Linked DNA regions of Rattus norvegicus: region 1 is linked to region 2. A link is a contact called in public Hi-C data. All regions are on one chromosome and are shown on one strand. The core of a region is the stretch at or near the end of the contact, and the rest is flanking DNA. Distances in the headings are between cores, read along the strand shown. Region 1 overlaps LOC102555798 (a long non-coding RNA gene). Region 2 has its middle 26 kb from the start of Hhipl2.

Evidence for each region. A called contact is a pair of places that touch in the nucleus more often than the background predicts.
Region 1: a contact with region 2 is called in a Hi-C map of Schwann cells, with 11 times the contacts expected there. The contact joins two enhancer-like sites. A contact is called at or near these places in 9 of 12 Hi-C or Micro-C datasets (the A7r5 cell line, Schwann cells, frontal cortex and 4 more).

The regions. Positions count from the first base shown.
Region 1 is chr13:97,764,577-97,768,074 of GRCr8, reverse strand. It overlaps LOC102555798 (a long non-coding RNA gene), which reads right to left. Exons shown (of 10, transcript XR_010057116.1): 6 at 2,646-2,787; 7 at 1,001-1,055; 8 at 1-857. Among named protein-coding and RNA genes, the nearest start is that of Hhipl2, 180 kb to the right of the region's middle. Within about 2 kb of position 2,079, at least 11 of the 93 cell types and tissues checked have an H3K27ac peak or open chromatin away from gene starts, as enhancers often do. A contact at or near this core is called in Schwann cells, where this site is marked.
Region 2 is chr13:97,610,433-97,613,719 of GRCr8, reverse strand. No RefSeq gene overlaps it. Among named protein-coding and RNA genes, the nearest start is that of Hhipl2, 26 kb to the right of the region's middle. Within about 2 kb of position 1,444, at least 8 of the 93 cell types and tissues checked have an H3K27ac peak or open chromatin away from gene starts, as enhancers often do. A contact at or near this core is called in Schwann cells, where this site is marked.

The DNA.
Region 1 (3,498 bases), core at 830-3,329, 150 kb before region 2:
TATACAGGCAAAACATATACACATGAAAAAACATATACACATGAAATAAATATAAATACGTATTTTTAAAACTTTTTAAAGAAGGTAAAATACAAAAGAGAAACAGTAAAGTAATAGATAGATAGATAGATAGATAGAAATGTATACATGTTAATCATAAATTAATATATATTAAGGCAGAATTGAAATTAAATAGTCATATCAGCAAATAGAAATAAGCTAAAATGTTTAGTGTAAAATATTTTAAAGTTTCTACACAGAATAAACCTAACTCTGTAGTATATACATGAGATATGCTTTTAGTGACTAATTATAAAACTAAGGAGTGATTAAAATGTGCCAAGCCTGGAAAGGAAGGAAGGAAGGAAGGAAGGAAGGAGAAAAAAGACAGAAGAAAGGAAGGAAGGAAGGAAGGAAGGAAGGAAGGAAAGAAACACACCATAGATCATAATCTTGATATCAAAATAGACTTTAGTCCAAAAGCCACTCAGTGAGGCAAAGAATATGGTGTAATTCTAAAAGCTATTTTCACATGAAGATTTATCAATCTAGGCAGCAAATATCCCAGTAAGAAGTAAGAAGATATGTATATATCTATACATATATCTATATATCTATATATATCTGACACATCTGTCTCAGATAATATTGAACCATGGATCCAATAGAGCAAAGAGGCAAGGCTACAAAATCATAAGCAGAAAGTAGCCCTTTCACACAAATGTTAGATTCCACACTCTAATGAGAGAAAATACCTTCTTCTGAAGTAGACGTAGAACAAGAATAGATCACATACTTCAGTTCAAATCAATAGTTCCACACAATGGAAAAATAACTTACAGTACTGTTTAATTAAACTGCAAAGAGAGAGAAGAAAAGAAAATTGAAGGCATTAAAAAATAGGGAAATTACAAGACCTACTAGATATTGGGCAAAGGAGAAATACAAGCAGAAATTAAAAGAATTTGCAAAACAGTTACAATGTAAAACATTTACCTACCAATTCATGGGGTGCACTAAAGAAATGACTGGAGGAAATCTGTCATGCTGAACATCTACATCAATAAAAAAGGACAAAAATAAATTACAACTATAAAAAAACTTAAAAAGAAAATAAATTTAAGACCAAAATGTTATTTATAAACAACTTTATGCTAAAACAATGAGAATTTAGATCAAAGGAATTCTTCAATAAGTCAACTTATAAAATGTACACAAAAAAAATTTGGGGGGAAAATACAAAGAAACGGACAAGAAATGTGGTCATATACCAAACATTTTAGTGACTCATTAAAAAAATCTCAAATGTTTCTTCAAGGTGGGAACAGTTAGCTGAGGAAGAAAATGGAAGCAAGGGACAGAGGGTGGAATCTCCATACAGTTTTAGGTAGCACTGTTCACGCCAGCTACGTTACAGAAACAACCTAGCAGTCCCCCAGCAGAGGGATCTGCAAGAAAATGTGGGGTGTGTGTGTGTGTGTGTGTGTGTGTGTGTGTGTGTGTGTACAGTGGAATGCTTTTCATCCATCAAAACAAAAAAAAATATGAAATTATTCAATTTCAGGAAAATGGATGCCACTACAGAAAATCAGGATAAGATAATTAAGTCAATCTAGAAAAACAAACATCACATTTCTTCTCTTTTTCGGTGCCCTGGGTTTTATATAGATGCATAGAATCATGTACAGATGCCATGAAAATGGATGAAAGAATTTTAGAAGAAAAGAGAAGGCTAATAGGGAGTGGGGAGAAGGAGAAGGGGTTCTTGGAGTGTGAGAAGGACTGTGTTCAAAATGCATTGGTTACTGGCATGAATATGCCCTTACATAACCCAGTTTAATATGATAAAGATAAAATAAAAACAGAAAGAAGGAAGGAAAAGGGGGCCGTTTGTCAGGAAAACAGCACCCAGGTGCTGTGGACGCTTAAGAGAAAGGAGGTATTTCCTTTCCTTAAGAAGGGGGATGGCATTTGAACTCCTCATCAAACCACAAGAAAGCCAGCGCTTCCTCCTGGGCTCGTCACCCCTCACACCAGACTTCCTAGAAACCACAGACACCTCCGGGTCGAGGTTTCACTATTAGGCAGCTCTGTTCCCCGTCCAACTCCGCAGCAGAGCCATTCTCCCAGAACAAATTGCAAGCAGAGGATCCCGCTGCCGAAACAGAAAAGGCATCCAAACGGAAAGTGAAATTGCTGACCTTTTGGAGCCTCGTGCCTCAGAAGAAAACACTCATGTCTGACAAAGACTCGCTAATGTATGCTGGCTGGCTTCCGATTGCCCTCGCCAGCGTGTCCCCTCACTGTGCACCCTCTACGCCCCCCCTCCAGCCTTAAGATTTAATAGAACCATTCTGTACTGTACTGTCAGCTTCGCTGGGCTCTCTGGCCCTTACTTGAGTCCAGCCAGCTAAGGGGAACAGTAGTGTGAAATAGAAGGAAGGGCAGAAGACATGGTCAGAACCCTGCCCTCGCTCCCTGTAACATCGGGTATCTCTCCACACTGACCTCTGTCCCTGGACAATCTCCCCCACCCCCACAAACCCCTTTATCCACTGTTTTTTTTTCAGTCACCCCCATGGTTTTCTCTACTTTTTCTGATAATCTGAGAACAATTATAGATAAGCTCCCATCCTGTCCCATACCTCTGCTGGGCCTATGGTGCTACAGCACACTGGGAAACACACACCGGAGACTGAATAGAAATCAGGGCTTTGCAGCTCAGTCCACACGCTGGATCTCGGTAGTGGGGATCTGGCCTCCAGGATAAATTCAGCCTAGAATAATCTGAAAGTGGAATTAGGAAGAAAGAACTGTGTCCATCTTTGCTGGACACAGAAAACTGAGATTAACACCTACTGTGTATCAGTGCAGTATCTGCAAGATCTGTCTTGCATTTAGCAAGCATTCATTGTGAAGTGTCCTAGCAAGCACGTTAAGATTACCATGAAATTGTGTGCTTTCTTCCCATTGATTTTGTCTGTGCGGGTCAATAAAATAGTATCCCTTGCTATATTACTAGAATATTAACTTCTCTGTAGGTGGTGCCAGGAAGAAAAAGGGGGTTATATGTCCTCATCACTGTAGGCTGGCTTGCCCTTCATTCAGAGGGCTAAGTGGGCTTATAGATCTTTATATGAAATCCCTTTCTGTAGGTATCTGTTTCAATGCCCCAAATAGAAAGAAATCTGTAAAAACGAGTGACTATTTGACTATTGACCATTTAGTCAAGTCTGAATTTACTACCACTTTGTGGAGAGAGAGAGAGAGAGAGAGAGAGAGAGAGAGAGAGAGAGAGAGAGTTACACATCACAACCAAAGGTCCTAGGTTCTAAATGTAGACCAAGAACCTTAAGACTTACATAGTTTGAATGTCCAGATGTTTGTATTTACTGCCTATAAACAGGGCATAAGGCACTATTTTCACCCAAACATTATCCTAAAATGTAAATAATGTAATTTACACAAATGCATACAAGAACCTCACCGGCAGAGTAT
Region 2 (3,287 bases), core at 195-2,694:
TGTTGTGGGATTTAAATTTGCCGATTCCTTTATTCGGGTCTATAAATTCTGTTTATCATTTGTCATACTGACTTACTGCTTTCACTGGCCTGGGACCCGTGGCTCTCCAGACGCTCCTGGGAACAGAGTGTGGCAAACACCCAAAGGTCACCCACATACTTAAGAAACCAAATCTCTTTGCTTGGGAGCACTGTCTTCTAGGCACAACATGGTAATCACATGCCTGAGCTCACAGCCGTTGTGATGACCTACATGGGACAAGGGCGTCAGCATCTTAGGGGGGAAGGGGGCTCTAGAGACCCCACTCCTCTCTGAGGAGTTATGAGCCGCTAATGGTTACTGGGGGAGGGGAAACACGTTCTTCAGTGGTGTAACCATCTCTGAGTCGCCTGTGCCCCAGTAAACTACCTTTCATCCACACGCCTTTAAGCTTCCTAATGAAACTCTCTGGGCCAATGGCAACAAAAAAGACGTGAAAGTTGAATTGGGGGGCAGGGTGTTGGGAAGAGGGAGGGGACCAGGAGGAGAGGGATGGGAACAAGAGAAGGTGAATATAGCAAGATGCTTAAGATGTATGTATGGAGAGACAGTGAAAACCCGTTATGTATAATTAACAAATTATATTATTATTATGTATAATTAATATACTCCTACCACCCCGCTGTGTATTTAGCCTGCCATCTTTTTTTTTTTAAATGTGTAGCCCAGGCTGGCCTCGAACTCATGATCCTCCTGCCTCTGCCTCCTTCAGCAAATCCTACCGGTGTGCGCCACCACAACCGGCTTAGCCTACCATCTTTCTCCTGCCTTTTCTTTCTGCCAAACAATCCGGTATTTGACTCTCTCAAAATACCAGATTCTGCTCTGCTCCACTTTCCAGGAACGTAGCACTTAACACTGGGGGGACTTTTCCACAACATTTCAAACTGCTATTTGGCCCCTTTTTTCTTGAGCCTTTTGCTCAGTCCCCAGCACGGAAGCAGAGACCACTCTCCAGAGACAGCCTGGTCACGTTAAAGCTTCAAGTCGACAAAACTGTCCCAAGCTGGGGACTGGCAGCGCAAACAGGAGCCCGAGTGACAGGGCCCTTCCCTCTGGACTGTCACCACAACACACTGTCCATGCCGGATCTCATATGACTGGGCACCAGATGGCTCAAATTCACCTGCAAGGCCAGGCCTGCTGCGAGACTTCGTCTAATTGTGTGTTTTGATCATTTGGAATCTGCAGCCAGAGCCTCTGGCGGCAAATGTCCTTCTCCACCAGTTCAGGCAAGAAAATGTACCTGCCGTCGTCATGGCGTTTGCTTCACTGGGCTGCTGACTTATTTTAAGAACTAAATCGCTCCTGTTACTCTATTTTCCTCTTCAGGAGTGAGAGACTCCAAGACTGGTATAATTTGTAGCCAGGGCTGGCATCCTCTTATGTGGTGAACTAGCGCCACCTACTGACTACTCACTTCACAGCAGCCAAGAGGACAGCAAGGTCCTCTTGTAGGGAAAAGTTCTCTACTTACTACTCAGCAGGCAGACTTTGCCTGGAAGTCTTGTACTGTGCACTTTTTAATCTTTAATGTAAATAAACTGGGACCATGTCACCAAGAAGGAAGCTGGGCGAGCTCTTTACTTGCGAGCCCTGCCTCACCCCTTTCTCTTTAGCCGCCTTTGCTTATAAATGATGACCTCGTGACAGAGAAGCTGATGTCGTCCCCAGGCAACCCAAGCACAGACATGGAGAAAGATGGCCCTCCCAAGGGACCCGTGCAACTTTCTTGTCTTTAACCTTCCTGCTCAAGGTCTCTAAACTTGGAGTGCAAGATTACCCTCCCGGTACCCGTGGCCCTTCCCATCCAAGAGGTAGAAAGTGTTTCCACATAGTCACTAAGCATAGATAGGCTACTTACCAGGAAGCCTCCATGGTACTTACTCATTCCCTGCCCAGTGCATGAACCCCGAGCTGGTACTCACCATCGAACAGATGCCTTACAGATATTTAGAGACTGAGATTTACTGACCTTGGTACCACAGGGTCAAAGTGGTCTGTGTCACTGTGAAGCTGTCTGTTCGCCACAAACACTTAACACTCCCCCTCTTTTGCCAAGGAGATGCCAGTAGCAACCCCAATCCCCAGCTCCATCCTGAAACAACTATTGAAATATCTGCAGGTGTTCCCGTTGGCTCCCTGGGGTGGGAGATGCAAAATCATCCCTGATTGGAAACCCTGGGTCTGGAACTCAGGTTCCCAAGGCTGGTGGTTTGGATGTAAAATGTCCCCCATAGTCTCATGTGTTTAAACACTTTGTCCCAGTAGGTGGCGCTGTTTGGGAGGTTGGCCATGGAGCTCAGGACATGGGAGTCTGTAGGGGCAAACCCTTCGGTTTGTAGGCAGGTCCTGCTTGGAACTTACTCTCTGTTCCTAATTCTCCTTCTACTTCCCTGAATGAGGAACAAGCCACACCACAAGCTCCGACCACCACAGGTGTACTGCCTTTCCCACCATGAAGAGCTATAGCTCCTAAGTCATGCACCAAAATAAACCTCCCCTCTCTTAAATTGCTTCTATGAGGTATTCTGTCATGGGGGGGCGGGGAGTAACTAATACACTGGGGAATGGCCAAAAGAAAGGGATGTGGGGGTTGAGGAGCAATGAGAGGAGGAGTGGGGGAGGAGGAGTGGGAGGAGGAGGAGGAGGAGGAGGAGGAGGAGGAAGGGTGGGGAGGAGCAGGAGGAGGAGCCACTACTATAAACTACCATTTAACACAAAGTTGTCTTATAAAAGGCACAAGTCTTGTCCCAAGAACTTTGTGACCTCTTACTATTTAACCCATGAATAGTCTATACCAGCTCCTTAGGGAAATATTTCGGTTATACATGAAGAAACTGAAGTTCAGAAATGTCATGTCACTTGACTGAGGTCACCCAGCCAGCAGTAGCAGAACAGCCATAGAAAACCAGGATTTCCTGACCCCAAGATGAGAAATAACACTATCTCCCACTCCAGGACAAAAAGTTCTAGAGCCACCCGATTCTCCACCATCCTGCTTGTCTTCCAGCGCTGTCCGAACAATTTATCTGAATTTAAACATATGCAAAGGCTTAACCACTCTCTAAAGAAAACCTGAAGAAACCTGAAGTTTTCATGTGGAGGCGTTTCTGTTTGAGCTCTGAGAGTTTCTTCGGCTGTTTCCATCGGCTCCCTGGGGTGGAAGGTACAAAGTCGTCCCTGATTGAAACCCTGAGTCTGGAACTCGGGTTCCCAAGTCTGGTGGTTGGATGTAAAATGCCCCC